Linked DNA regions of Sus scrofa: regions 2 and 3 are each linked to region 1. The links are chromatin contacts, called in public Hi-C and promoter capture Hi-C maps. All regions are on one chromosome and are shown on one strand. The core of a region is the stretch at or near the end of the contact, and the rest is flanking DNA. Distances in the headings are between cores, read along the strand shown.

Evidence for each region. Promoter capture Hi-C pulls out the DNA fragments that hold promoters and counts their contacts. Hi-C and Micro-C count contacts between places; a contact is called where the count stands out from the background.
Region 2: a promoter capture Hi-C map of fetal liver shows a contact between it and region 1, with 2.8 times the contacts expected there. The contact joins the promoter of ALDH2 here to the promoter of NAA25 in region 1. A contact is called at or near these places in 1 of 5 promoter capture datasets (fetal liver) and 1 of 47 Hi-C or Micro-C datasets (liver).
Region 3: a contact with region 1 is called in a Hi-C map of fetal skeletal muscle, with 2.5 times the contacts expected there. The contact joins the promoter of HECTD4 here to the promoter of NAA25 in region 1. A contact is called at or near these places in 3 of 5 promoter capture datasets (fetal liver, fetal skeletal muscle and liver), 13 of 47 Hi-C or Micro-C datasets (alveolar macrophages, brain, embryonic fibroblasts and 8 more) and 2 of 2 datasets of contacts at active chromatin or transcription factors (alveolar macrophages and skeletal muscle).

What each region holds. Positions count from the first base shown.
Region 1 is chr14:39,604,490-39,608,772 of Sscrofa11.1, forward strand. NAA25 (N-alpha-acetyltransferase 25, NatB auxiliary subunit) reads left to right here and starts at 2,310. Exons shown (of 24, transcript XM_021074209.1): 1 at 2,310-2,461. The coding sequence starts at 2,404.
Region 2 is chr14:39,931,190-39,935,472 of Sscrofa11.1, forward strand. It overlaps ALDH2 (aldehyde dehydrogenase 2 family (mitochondrial)), which reads right to left and starts at 1,924. Exons shown (of 13, transcript NM_001044611.2): 1 at 1,722-1,924. The coding sequence starts at 1,847.
Region 3 is chr14:39,324,757-39,329,039 of Sscrofa11.1, forward strand. It overlaps HECTD4 (probable E3 ubiquitin-protein ligase HECTD4), which reads left to right and starts at 1,939. Exons shown (of 76, transcript XM_013990365.2): 1 at 1,939-2,411. The coding sequence starts at 2,235.

The sequences.
Region 1 (4,283 bases), core at 1,060-3,559:
TATTTACTATTTGTCTTTTTTTTTTTTTTTTTTTTTTTAGGGCTGAAACTGGCATAAGGAGGTTCCCAGGCTAGGGGCTGAATTGGATCTGTAGCTGCCGACCTATGCCACAGCCACAGAAATGCAAGATCCGAGCTGCGTCTGTGACTTACACCACAGCTCATGGCAACACCGGATCCTTAACCCACTAAAATTTTATTTATGAACCCTGGCCTTTGAACTTTACATACCTTTAACATATTGTGAAATATTTTTCTTTTGATTATTTTGATTCTTCTTTTGATTATTTTATTACATTTTAAAAAAGTAAAAATCATTCTTGGCTCATGGCTGTACAAAAACAGTAGTCAGCTAGATATGGCCTATGGGTCATAATTTGTCCACTTCTAACCTAAAGGAGAAGAATGAAACTTTTGTCTGAATCTAAATCACAAGAGGATTTGCAAAGATACAGATTGCTGTGCCCACTCTTAGAGTGATAGATTCACCGGGTCTGGGGGAGTGCTTAATAATCAGCAGGTCTAGGGAGTTCCCATCATGGTTCAGGGGAAACGAATTTGACTAGTATCCATGAGGACTCAGGTTCAATCCCTGGCCTCACTCAGTGGGTTAAGAATCTGGTGTTGGTGTGAGTTGTGGCCTAGGTCACAGATGTGGCTCGGATCCTGTATTGCTGCAGCATAGGCTGGCACCTGTAGCTCTGATTTGACCCCTAGCCTGGGAACCTCCATATGCCAAGAGTTTGGCCCTAAAAAGACACACACACACAAAAAGAAATGATTTTTCCATGGGGATCGCATATTGTATATTTATTGGAGGGACCCCCCCCCCTTCCCCTCCACCACCACTCCCAACCATTTTCAACAAGAATTTCTCTGTGCACTTGCTTCTGGAATTTTTTTTCTTCCTCTTTAGCTTGCCCCAGGACAGAGTTGGGATGAGAGTTTCTAGTGCATGTAGTTAAAAAATACCCCCCATTATTAAAAATGTATTAAAAATCTATTACTTTGGAATGGTTTTAGACTTAACAGAAAGGCTGAAAAGAGGGTAAAGTTTTTACTACTCTTCAACCAGTTAACCTTAATGTTAACATCTTACATTACCATGTAATTTACATTCGTCAAAATGAGAAACCAACATTAGCATAATACTATTAACTAAATTCTAGATTTTATTTGCATTTCTTCTGTTTCTCCACTAATGCCCTTTTTTTTTCTGTCTCAGGATCCCAACCAGGATATCACATTACCTTTGGTTATCGTGTTTCATTGGACTATTATGGTTTCTCATAGTTTCCTTATTTTTCATGACCTTGACAGTTTTTTGGTTTTTTTCTTTCACCTCGACCCAGGCATGTGGAAGTTCCCAGGTCAGGGATCAAACCCACGCCACAGCCATGGCAATGCTGGATTTTTAACCTGCTGTGCCACAAGAGAACTCCCATCTCCCACTTTATTTAACTTTTCTGACAATTGTCGCTTTTTCTAACCACACTATATAAAATTGCCCCCCGTCCCTGTTCTCCTTTTCTCAGTTTCATTTATTATCACCTAATATACTGACATACTTATTTGATGATCTCCCTCCCAGCAAGGAAGGCCCCAGGAAAGCTCTGATTTATTTACAATGTATCTTCTCTGCCTAAATTCGAAACAGAAACAGCGGCATAATAGGCACTGGATAATTATATTGGGTATGAATAAACCCACCAGTAGAAAAGAGGATAGTATCTACCTTCTAAGGAGATACTAGGGTTGTTATGAGTATTAATGAAATAATTCATTTAGAGCTTGCAACACTAACTGCACATACTAACTGAATTACTTTTTTCCTTCAGTTTTATTGCGGTATAGTTGACAAATCCACTGGATTACTATAAATCTAGGGTGCTTCTTAGTTGGCTGAGCACCAGGAGAGAGATGAAGGGATCTCGAACATTTCTGGCAGATTTCTACTGTTGGTCAGCACCCCTTTCCCCTACTCTCTCCTGGGTCACCCTCCCAGAGGAGGTCCCAGTTCCTCAACAATTAATCAAAGACAAGTCTAACTGGTCCTTCAGCACAGATGAGAAATAAGATAAACTGGAGCAGCAGAGCCCTAACTCTGACCAAGAGTTTCTCTCCTTTCTTCACTCTCCCGTAAGTGACTCGGACGGGATTTTAATAGCAACGGCCGCCTCTATCAGCTAGACTGATTCCATCAGCAAAGGGGAGACGTATCCCTCAAAGTGGCAATAGTCTGTGGGAGGGGTGCGGTGTAAGTGTTGTCCCTTTCCGCGCAGGCGCGTTCAATCGCAACCCCGCGACCATCGCGATAGACGAGCGAGATCGGCGCTGGCCCTTTAACGGCCCCTTCCCGGGGGCCTGCCCTGCGCGTGCGCACTGCTGTTCTGCGCTTGTCATCATGGCGACGCGGGGCCATGTGCAGGACCCTAACGACAGGCGCCTCCGGCCCATTTACGGTGAGTGCCTGGGGCCAGTCTAGTCGCCAGCCGGATACGCCGAGGGCCGCCGGGGCCAGGGTAAAGGCCCAGGAGGGTCGCTGAGTGGCCAGGAGCAGGGCTGGCGAGCACAGGGGGTCGGCCGCGCGGGCCTCTAGGCCTCAGTCACGGGCCTCGCGGAAGCGCCGGCCTGGCCTTCCAGAGCCCTGAGGTGGCAGCTGCGCTGTTAGGGCAGCGGCAGGTCGGCAGAGCTGGCCCGACAGGCAGGCTTTGTAAGACATTTCCTCTGGTAGAGATCTGCTCTGCTCGCAGGTCGCGTTGTTGGGGCCACGCCAAGGGACACCCAAGATCTGCCCGCAGGTGGAAGCTAGCTCCGGTACAGGGCTGAAACACCCTACTTGAGGGAAAACCCCCACTGAAGACTTTTTACTTATGGAAACTGGGCCTAAAATGTTGTCTGACCAACAGTGCTTGGTGAACAGAGAGAAACTGAGGTTCTGAGAGAGGAAGGAGCTGACGCAAGGTCACCCGAATCGAGTCAGGAACAGGCCCAGATTTGAGGCTCCCCATCGAAAGCTCTTTGGTGGAGGAACAGCTGCTCAGGGTACACGTGGGAGGCGGGGGCGGGGGGGTGGTGGTCTTGGGCCCAAAATAGCGATGGGAAGATTGTGATAGTTTGGAGGGGCGTGCAGGGCCTTTCCTTTCTGTAGCTTTTCTGGCTTTCTGCAGCTTGCCTTCTGTGTGCTGAGTGGATCCCCCTTTGTAACGCTTAGCCCAATCCTCAGGTTTTAAGACCTTGATATCGTTCTGCTACACTTATTGTGAAAAATCACATATTTGAGTCACAGAAACATCTCTTCAATTACCGAGGTGTTCTGTAATTGGATAGTGGTTCCTGTTAGATGGTTGTATGGTCTTGGTCTGTGTCACTTCTTGATGAAGGAAGGCTTCAAGGTCAGTGGTTTTTCGCAAAATTAGGTCTCATGTTTATAGTGTGGATGTTACTAAATGGAGGTTTCTCCGCAGGGCTGAGATCACTTAACTTTTTTTTTTTGGAAGGGGGTAACTATATATTTCTGGTACAATTGCTACTTTTTGTAATTTGTATGATACTTTACTCACATCTCATTTGATTCTAGCAACAGCTTTGTGAGGTGGGTAAAAATAATAATAGCTAATATATATAGACTGTTAATTATGTCAGTCACTGTCCTCAGCCTTTTATATTTATCATTTAATTTTCACACATACTCCTGAGATAGGTAGTTTTTACAACCCCCTCCCTTTCTTTCCACAGATGAGGAAACTGGGGCTTTATTGATGTGTAATTTGTCTGTGGTCACTCAGCTAACACGAAGCTAGGATCTGAACCCTTGTGGACTGTCCCAGACTTACTCTTTTAACCACTGTGCTAGAAATCACCTCACTTTGAGCTGAAAACACTGGCTTACCAAAGGTCACATAGGTGGTGAGTGGTAGATTTCCATTTTCCCAGGACTGTGTATTCTCATGCCTCCAGTAAATATTTTCAAAGGGCAGAGATGACATATGCAAGGATGACCGAGAGTAGGAACTGAATCCAGGGTTTACAATTTGTGGCTCATTATATAGCTGTCTGCAAAAGCTGCCTGTAGACTTCTCTCTCTCTCTCTTTTTTTGGCCTTTTAGGGCTGCACTGTGGCCTATGGAGGTTCCCAGGCTAGGGGTCAAATCAGAGCTGCAGCTGCTGGCCTACCCCACAGCCACAGTAATGCCAGATCCGAGCTGCATCTGTGACCTACACCACAGCTCACAGCAATGCCAGATCCTTAACCCACTGAGCAAGGGCAGGGATTGAACCTGC
Region 2 (4,283 bases), core at 674-3,173, 330 kb after region 1:
CAGGAAGTTTTACTTTCTTCATTTTTACACAGTGATCAAGGGTTACTTTTATGATCTCAAAAAAATCTGATAAAGAAAAGCAGCTGCAGGAAGATTTCACTCTGCTCCAACTTAGATTCCCAAACTAAAACTAGAGAACAGGACTCAAACTATCTACCGTGCCTATGTGCCCATTTGGACTCTGTTTCCTCACTTCCACAAGAGCACAGAGGAGGAGGATTTTAATTAGATCCTGTGACCACAAAGGCTTAGTGTGCTGCTGCTTTTCCTTTGAGGATGTTTCTGCCTGATGTTCAAGTCTTTCAAGCATAAACTCCTCCTTAAGCAGCCTACCAAGGGAGCAGAAGTTGCTGCCTTTTTGGCTTGTGTTATGCAAAAGGCATATTATTTTATCTTTTGTTTTTATTCCCTCACAAATGACTATTTGTAACATCCCTTAAATCACACAGATGCGCCTTTCCCCATCTCCTGTGTGCAGATTTGCAGCCGAGCTCTGACAAGCAGGTCCCCTGTTGAAAGCAGCCAGCCAGGGGTAGGCTCTACAGCATCCTAAATCAGCAGTGACCCCCTTATTCCCACCCAGAGTTGCATCAGTGGTACCACACGGAAAGTTCTGGTTATTGGCTTACTCTTAGAAGCCTAGATGTGAACCTCAACTTTGATGCTGACTGCAGTCTTTGGGCAACTCAGGAGACCTTCTTGTAACTCAGTCTCTTCATCTGTAAAATGGAGATAATCACAGTACCTACCTCACTGGGCTGTTTAAGGATTAAATGGCAAAACAAGTGCTCTGATTAGTGCCAGATGCAAAGGAAATGCACAGAGAATGAGACATTATTCCTCTAAGTGCCCACAGTGTGAGGCCCTGTGCTCACCCTCTGACCCCTTCCAACTTCAAAGAAGTTGAAGTTCAGAAGAGCAGCAGCAGCTACACTTGTTGCACAAACAAAACGAACTCTTTCATAACCAGTTTTCTTCTCTGTGAAATCCATCACCTTACCCAAACTCAAAGATCAAAACAGAAAATATTCCAAAGTCCTAGTTGAGCAAAAAATCGACTACTGGGAATCGGTGTTATCCTGGAAAGTCCCTCCTTGCTTTAATCAAAGACCCTTGGAAGGCACCAATACTTTACGGAGATTGCGACCGACCAGGTGGGGAAATAATCTACCCTTTCCCAATTCCCAGTAGTGGAAGCGCCTTAGCAAATTAGTAAGTCTTAGCTGAAAAGGACCCCTCCATTTCTTGTTTTTACTTTTGGACTTCCTTGTATGAGGGCATGAGTAAAGAGATTTTTAAAAGAGATTAACTGCGAAAAGACAAAACAGTTCCTGCAAAGAGGGTCTAAAAGGACATGTCCTCTGAGTGGGTGATGTTTAGACTGCTCAGATACAGAGGCGACTAAGAAGCCCGAAATCCGAGGACGATCCGGGTGGAGGGGGAAGGTGAACGGGACCCAGAGTCGGCCCTGAAAAACGGACATCTGCCAGACGAAAAGCGTCCAAAGTCACAGCTGCATAATGAAACAGAGGTGTCGTTGGCGGCTACGGGGCCAAACTGCTCGCGGGCAGGGAAGGGAGTATGCTGAAAGAGCAACTGCAGCAAACCCCTCAAGTCCCAATTGGGTAAACTGAGGCCCAAGAAGGCCCAGGCCGTTCGCACCCGACGGGCTCCGTCCCCCAAGAGAACAAAGCTCTAGCGCGGCTGGGGGGCGGCCTCACCTGGTTGTAGAAGATCTCGGGCTGCTGGTTGGGGGCCGGCACCGCCTGGGTAGGGGCGGCCGATAATAGGCGGCGGCCCTGGCGGAGCACGAGGCGGGCGGCGGCAAGCGCAGCAGGGCGCAACATGCCGATGCTGGAGCTGAAGTTCCGAGAGGCTAGCTAGCGGCGGGTCTGAGGTGGCGGCGGGCAAGGCGAACGCAGAGCCAGGGACCTCTCCCCGGCCCCGCCCGGCAGCCAATGGGCAGGCGCGGGGCGGGGCCCCGGGGCGTGCACCCGGAGGGGAGCAGATGAGGATTGCCAGATCTCCCTGCAGGCCCGCCACTGTCTCTGCGCTTGGCGCGCCGAGGGTGTAGAAGTAATGGATCTCCAGGATTCTGCGTGCGTTGGCTGAACCCCTACTGCGTGCCTGAACCCCTAATATGTACAGGCCTGAACCACAGCGACCCCTGACCTTGACTTACAGGGGTTTACACTCTAGTGGGAGAGACCAACTCTAGTCCAAACACGAGGTAATTTCAGGCAGTGAAAAGGGATGCGAAGGAAATGGATAGGGTGAAGAGATAGTTGGGGCAAGGGTACTACTTTTAAATCCCATAGTCAGGAATTGACACGTGAGACCTGAGTCGTAAAGGGACTGTGACTAAGGGAGAGCATTGCAGGAGGAGGGAACGCTAGGGCAAGGCCTTGAAGTGGGACCACCCGACTTGGGTGGCAGAAGGGGAAACACTGGAGGCCAGGGAACCAGGGGGAGAGGATTAGGAGGTGAGGTGAGAGAGGTGGATGGGGCCAGAACTGGAAGGCGGTGGTGAGGGGGTTTGGAAGGGAAGAATGACTTGCTGGCTTTGCATCATAAACTCATTGCTTACTCCTTCTGTGGAAAATAGACTGCAGGAGGGCAGAGGTGGGAGTAAGGATTTTCCAGGCTGTCTTATTCCACAGACATCCCAGGGCTGGGCACTGGGGACACGGGAGCAATGAGAGGACAATGGATAGGAAAGCAGATGGATCCTGGGTCAAATGTGTACATTTCAACCAGATAAATATCAGCAAAAGTCCAAGAAAGACTGAAGAAACCTGGCAGCAGTTTCTGAGCTGGGTGGAGATAAGTATTTTGACAGCAGAGAAGCAGAGGAAAGGGGCACATCTAGGTGCCAAGTGTCTGGGGAGCTGTTTAAGGCTCTAGCTGTTGGAGCTGAGCCCAAAGAGATTGAACAAAGCCCAAGTATGGAGTACCAGGCAAAGGTATTGCTCCAGTTTTGCTTTGTTTTGGAGAGCTAATATGATGTCAAAAGGATATTGTAAGAATATTATAATCTGCTGAAATAGATACACCACAGCATTCTGGTGGCCAAACACAATGAAGTCCCTACCTACACGTTTCTCACACAGATGTTCCCCTCTAGGCAGGAACTCAGGGACCCAGACTCTTTTCTTTGTGTGACTCTGAGATCAAAGCCTGATTCCCAAAGTTCCCCTGGGTCTCAGCACCAGTCCAAATAACCGAAAGAGAGAAAAAATATTAAGAATGGCACAAGGGAGGTTTTTCTGGGTCAAGCCTGTTTCATTGGTTAGAATTCAGTCATGTGGCTATTCCTCCTTATCAAGGAGTCTAGGAAACAGGCCCTGTACCCAGAAAGAAGGGGAAATAGGTTTGCAGATCAGCTGCAGGGATAAGCTGCAAAGTAAGTCTGCCTCTCTTCTCTGAATGCAGCACCCAGCCTGCATTTCTCTTCCCCCAAGGCATCTTGCTTTTTCTGCTTGGAAATGTGTGTGGGAGATCTTCTGTAACCGCACTCAAGGAAACTGATCTTGGATGGACGTTTAGGTTGTTTCCAGTTTTTTATCTTTACAAACAATACTGCAATTTATAACCTTGACTTCATAAAAATGGAACTACTAAGTCAAAGAATATGGACAATTTAAGTATAGGTGTTGCTGGAATTTCCTAGTGGCACAACAGGTTAAGGAATTGGCATTGTCACTGCTGTGGCTTGGGTTTCCTCTGTGGCTCAGGTTTGATCCCTTGTCCAGGAACTGCACATACCATGGGTGTGGCCAATAAATAAATATGACTATTGCTGTATTATCCACCATAGAGATTTGATCAGTTTATGTCCCACCCCTGTCATGTCTGAGTTTCTTCACACCCTCACAAATACAATTTATCAGATTTTTTTTTTGGTTAGTGTTGCTAATCCAATAGATGAACAAAAGCATTTCTCTTTTTAGAAATGTGCTTGAGTGTCTTTGACTGTATAGTCATGTTTTCTTCCACTGCTACAAACTGTTAATGTTCTTGCTCATTTTTCTATTAGATTGGTTGTTGGTTTCTATAAAATTGAGTTATAGGGGCTTTCTTTACGTCAAAGCAGTTTACCTTTGGCCTGTCATATGTGCTGCAAATACTTTCTGTCAATCCTGTTTTTATCTTTTTACTTAGTCTGTACCTTGTTTTTTTGTTTGTTTGTTTTAGAGCTTTTTGGTTTGTTTTTTTTAATGCCTTCTGGCTTTTATCTTATGTCTATAAAACCTTTTCTACTCTGAGATTATTTTTTTTAACTT
Region 3 (4,283 bases), core at 689-3,188, 280 kb before region 1:
AGCTCATGGCATCTCGGGATCCTTAACTCACTGAGCAAGGCCAAGGATCAAACCTGGAACCCCATGGTTCCTAGTCCGATTCGTTTCCGCTGCACCACAAGGGGAACTCCAATAGTCGTTTCTTTTTATCGCTGAATAATAGTCCATTGTCTGGATATACCATCTACTCACCTACTGAAAGACATCTTGGTTACTTTCAAGTTTTGGCAATTATGACTAAAGCTGTTATAAATATCCCTATGTAGGTTTTTTGGTGGCCATACATATTCAAGTCCTTTGATAGCAATAAGCACTTTATTTATTTATTTTTGTCTTTTTTTTTTTTGTCTTTTTAGGGCCGAACTTGCGGCATATGGAGGTTCCCAAGCTAGGGGTCAAATTGGAGCTATAGCTGCTGGCCTATGCCACAGCCACAGCCACGCCAGATCTGAGCCGTGTCTGCGACCTACACCACAGCTCATGGCAACGCCAGATCCTTAACTCGCTGAGCGAGGCCAGGGATCAAACCTGATGCATCCTCATGTTTCCTAGTCAGATTCGTTTCTGCTGCAACATGACGGGAACACCTTTATTTTTTTTTTTAATAAAAAGGGGATGATCTGGGAGTTCCCGTCATGGCTGAGTGGTTAACGAATCCGACTAGGAACCATGAAGTTGCGGATTCGATCCCTGGCCTTGTTCACTGGGTTAAGGATCCGGCGTTGCCGTGAGCTGTGGTGTAGGTCACAGATGCAGCTCGGATCCCTCGTTGCTGTGGCTGTGGTGTAGGCTGGCAGCTACAGCTCTGATTAGACCCCTAGCCTGGTAACCTCCATATGCTGAAGGAGTGGCCCCAGAAAAGGCAAAAAGACAAAATAAATAAGTAAATAAATAAATAAAATAAAATAAAATAAAAATGGGATGATGGATGTGTGTGTGTGTGTGTGTGTGTGTGTGTGTGTATTTTAAGGCTGTACCTGCAGTCTGTGGCAGTTCCCGGGCTAGGGGTCAGATTGGAGCTGCAGCTGCAGGCTTATGTCACAACCACAGTTACTCGGCATCTGAGCCTCATTTTCTACCTACACCACAGTTCACCACAAGGTTGATTCCTAACCCACTGAGCTAAGCCAGGTATCAAACCCTCATCCTCATGGATACAGTCAGTTTCTTTCCCACTGCACCACAAAGGGAACTCCCGGGTATATTTTTAATGTATATGTTAGTGTTGAGTACTGATGGGTTATAACAATAGTTTTAACTCCCTCTGGGGCATTACGTGACAGACATTGGACATCAAATGTGACTGGTACTTTATTTTCACCAGATTTTGTTTTGTTTTTTGTTTTTTTGCTGCCCACGGCACATGGAGCTCCCAGGCCAGGGATCAGATTCGAGCTGCAGCTGCGAACTAAGCCACAGCTGCGGCAACACCGGATTCCTAACCCTCTGTGCCGGGCAGGGGATCGAACCCTCGTTCCAGCATTCCTAAGTCGCTGACGATCCCATTGTTCCACAGCGGGAGCTCCTTCACCAGGTTTTGAGTGCTTAGTGGGTTCTAGAATTTATAGTATATAGGAAGCACCAACTGTGTGCCTCTACCGAATGCTTATGAACAAGTGTGCCGCGCCCGCCCTGCGCCAGATTTTTGCGTATATCTCATTTAAACTTGAAAGCAGGGAGTGAAGCTCCTTGCTCTACGCAGGGTGGGGACCCTGGCCAGAGAGAAATCGGTGCACACCTGAGGAAGGGGAGGCAGCGCCCTCCTTCCCCTCTTCTGCACTGCAGACCCAGGGCGCCCTCGAATGACAAGAGGCGTAGGAGGTCAGTCGGACGGCAAGACTGAGGGAAGCGCAAAGCTGAGGTTCCGCGGCTGCCCCGGCCTCGGTGGGTGGGCGGAGCCAGGAGGGTGGGCGGGGCCTGCATTGTCCCCTCCGCGGAGCATGCCGGGAGCCCCGCCCCCAACATGGCGTCTCACTGACAGTTGGCTGCCGAGCAGCAGAGGCGGGTCCTGCACCTCAGGGCGGCGGCGGCGGCGGCGGCAGAGACGGTGGCGGCGGGGCCGGGGTCTCCGGGGCCGTGGGTGGGAGGATGGCGACTCGGACCTCCTAGGGCGGAGCTGCACGGGCGAGGAAGCGATCTGGGCGCTGCAGACGGGCGCGAAGGCTGCTGCCATGGACTGGTGATCGCGGAGGCTCCTGCTCGCGTCTTCCCGGGCCGGGCGGCCCCTTCTCACCGCCAACCTCTCAGCCGGGGCCATGGGCTCGTCTGCAGCGGCGGCGGCTGCAGCGGCGGCGGCCGCGGACTCCGCGCAGTGGCTCTCGGTGAAGGAGGAGACCATCTTCCTGCACGACGGACTGATCCGGGTCACTGACCTGGCCGAGCTGCCCAGCGAGATCCTTGGGGCCCCGGAGGCCGCCGACACCGACTTGGAGGTGAGAGAGGCTCCCCCCGGCCTCCGCCATCAGATTAGTCCATCCGCCCCGCATCCCCAGGGTCGAGCCCTCCCATCTCCGCTTTACCCCGACCCGAGACCCCCGCCCCTCGGAAGGCTGCCCCGGCAGGTGTGTGTGGGCGCCGGACAGGCTGGTGGGGACCGCGGCCGCAGGTCTGCAGACCGCCCGCCTCCCTCCCTCCTCGGGGCTTCAAGCCCGCTGGGGATTTCATTTGTGGTTTCATTTTGAACGTTCCAACTCCCAGCATTTTATTAGACGATCACCCGGCACGGCCTTCACGCCCCTGAGGAGCTGCTGCCGCCTCCTGGGCCCTTTCTCCCCTCCCCCACGGACCCCTTGGACTCACTTCCAGGTCACACCCAGGCTGCTTAGCTTTGGGGATATTTTAATTTTAACGCTCTACAACCACCCCCACCCCCGGTCTTTTCCCAGTTGTGTGTGTGTGTGTGTGTGTGTGTGCGCGCGTGTGTATGTTTTTTGTTGTTTGTGTTTTTCGGGAGAAGGTAGTGGCAGCTGCCAGTCAGTGATGGGCAATCTAGCAACTACTCTGTGTCGTGCCTCGGATTGACACCGGGCCTTTGTCATGGAAGCGGGCAGTGTGGACAGCAAGGGGAATGCTACACCAGCCCTTGGTGCGCTCTCCGCAGGGGTTAACGGGCGTTTTAGGCCGCAAGGCCTTTCGATGAGCTGGGGGCGGGGTGATGGTGGTGGTGGTGCGGAGAAGCCCAGGCTTAGGAGCCGTTGCAGGTGCAAAAGGAAATCTCAGCAATTTTGCTGCTGGATTTGGGAGCAGAAGGAAACAAAATATACTAGGTGGATGGGAACTTTCCACCGACCTCACTTGGTTTCAGGTGTGCCCAGTGGTGGGAATACTGGCAGGATCGGTTCATCGTGGCCAGTCAGTGCTGACACTGCTCGCCCTCCACTTTGTGGAGTGACATTTTGACGTGTAGGTAGCATGGGTTGTCACGAAATTCTTACTGTCGCAAGGAGGACTCTCTGGGGACAGTGCGGAGAGGATGGCCTGTCTTTTGGCTATAAACGGAATGCAAGGAATCTTTTGTGTTTTGCGGTTTTGCAGGCACTTTGGCATTCAGCACAAGGAACATTTATAGAAATGGATTAAAACCCTTTACTGTGTGTTTCTGGAAATGGCAGTGATGAGATCCTTGCTGGCCGAGACATTTGGACGTGCCTGAGATGCGAATACGTTCCTCTGTATTTTTGTCTGAATTTCTGGCTGAGGTTGCAGCATTCCCACTGTGAACTCTTAACTGACTTATAGTCTGGCCACCAAAAAAAAAAAAAAAAAAAAAAAAAAGGAAGGTACAAATTGGTAGGGAATTCCTAACGTGGAATCATATTTTTATTATGTCTCATTTGGGCCTTTATAAAAAGCAAGGTGTGTCTGAGTGTCTTATCTGCTTGAAAACTCAAGGAATATTGTGCTATGATGGTGGAATCTTTTGATTTAATTGACTCTCTTGTATGTGAAATGTGGAAATCAGATGCTCTTTGTTCCTTAGAGACTAAGTTCACAGATCCCAAAATTGTATATGTATATAATTTATTTGTTTTTAGGACTAAGTGTAGGAGTAGTTAAAAATACCTGAACTGTTAAGTTGGCTTTCCTAAGATGTTTACTGTATAAGTGCACTGAGTATTGGTCAGGTATTTCCATAGAAGAATGATTTTAAAAGAAAGAACCTCTCTGGCCTGGAAGATTTTTTTTAAAAACTCTCAATTTTTTTTTTTTTTTTTTTTATGATCTGATCTCTCAGAAACCATTATATGTGGGAGATAAACATTTCTGACAGTAGTCAGAACTTTTTCCATTTCTTTCCATGTGTT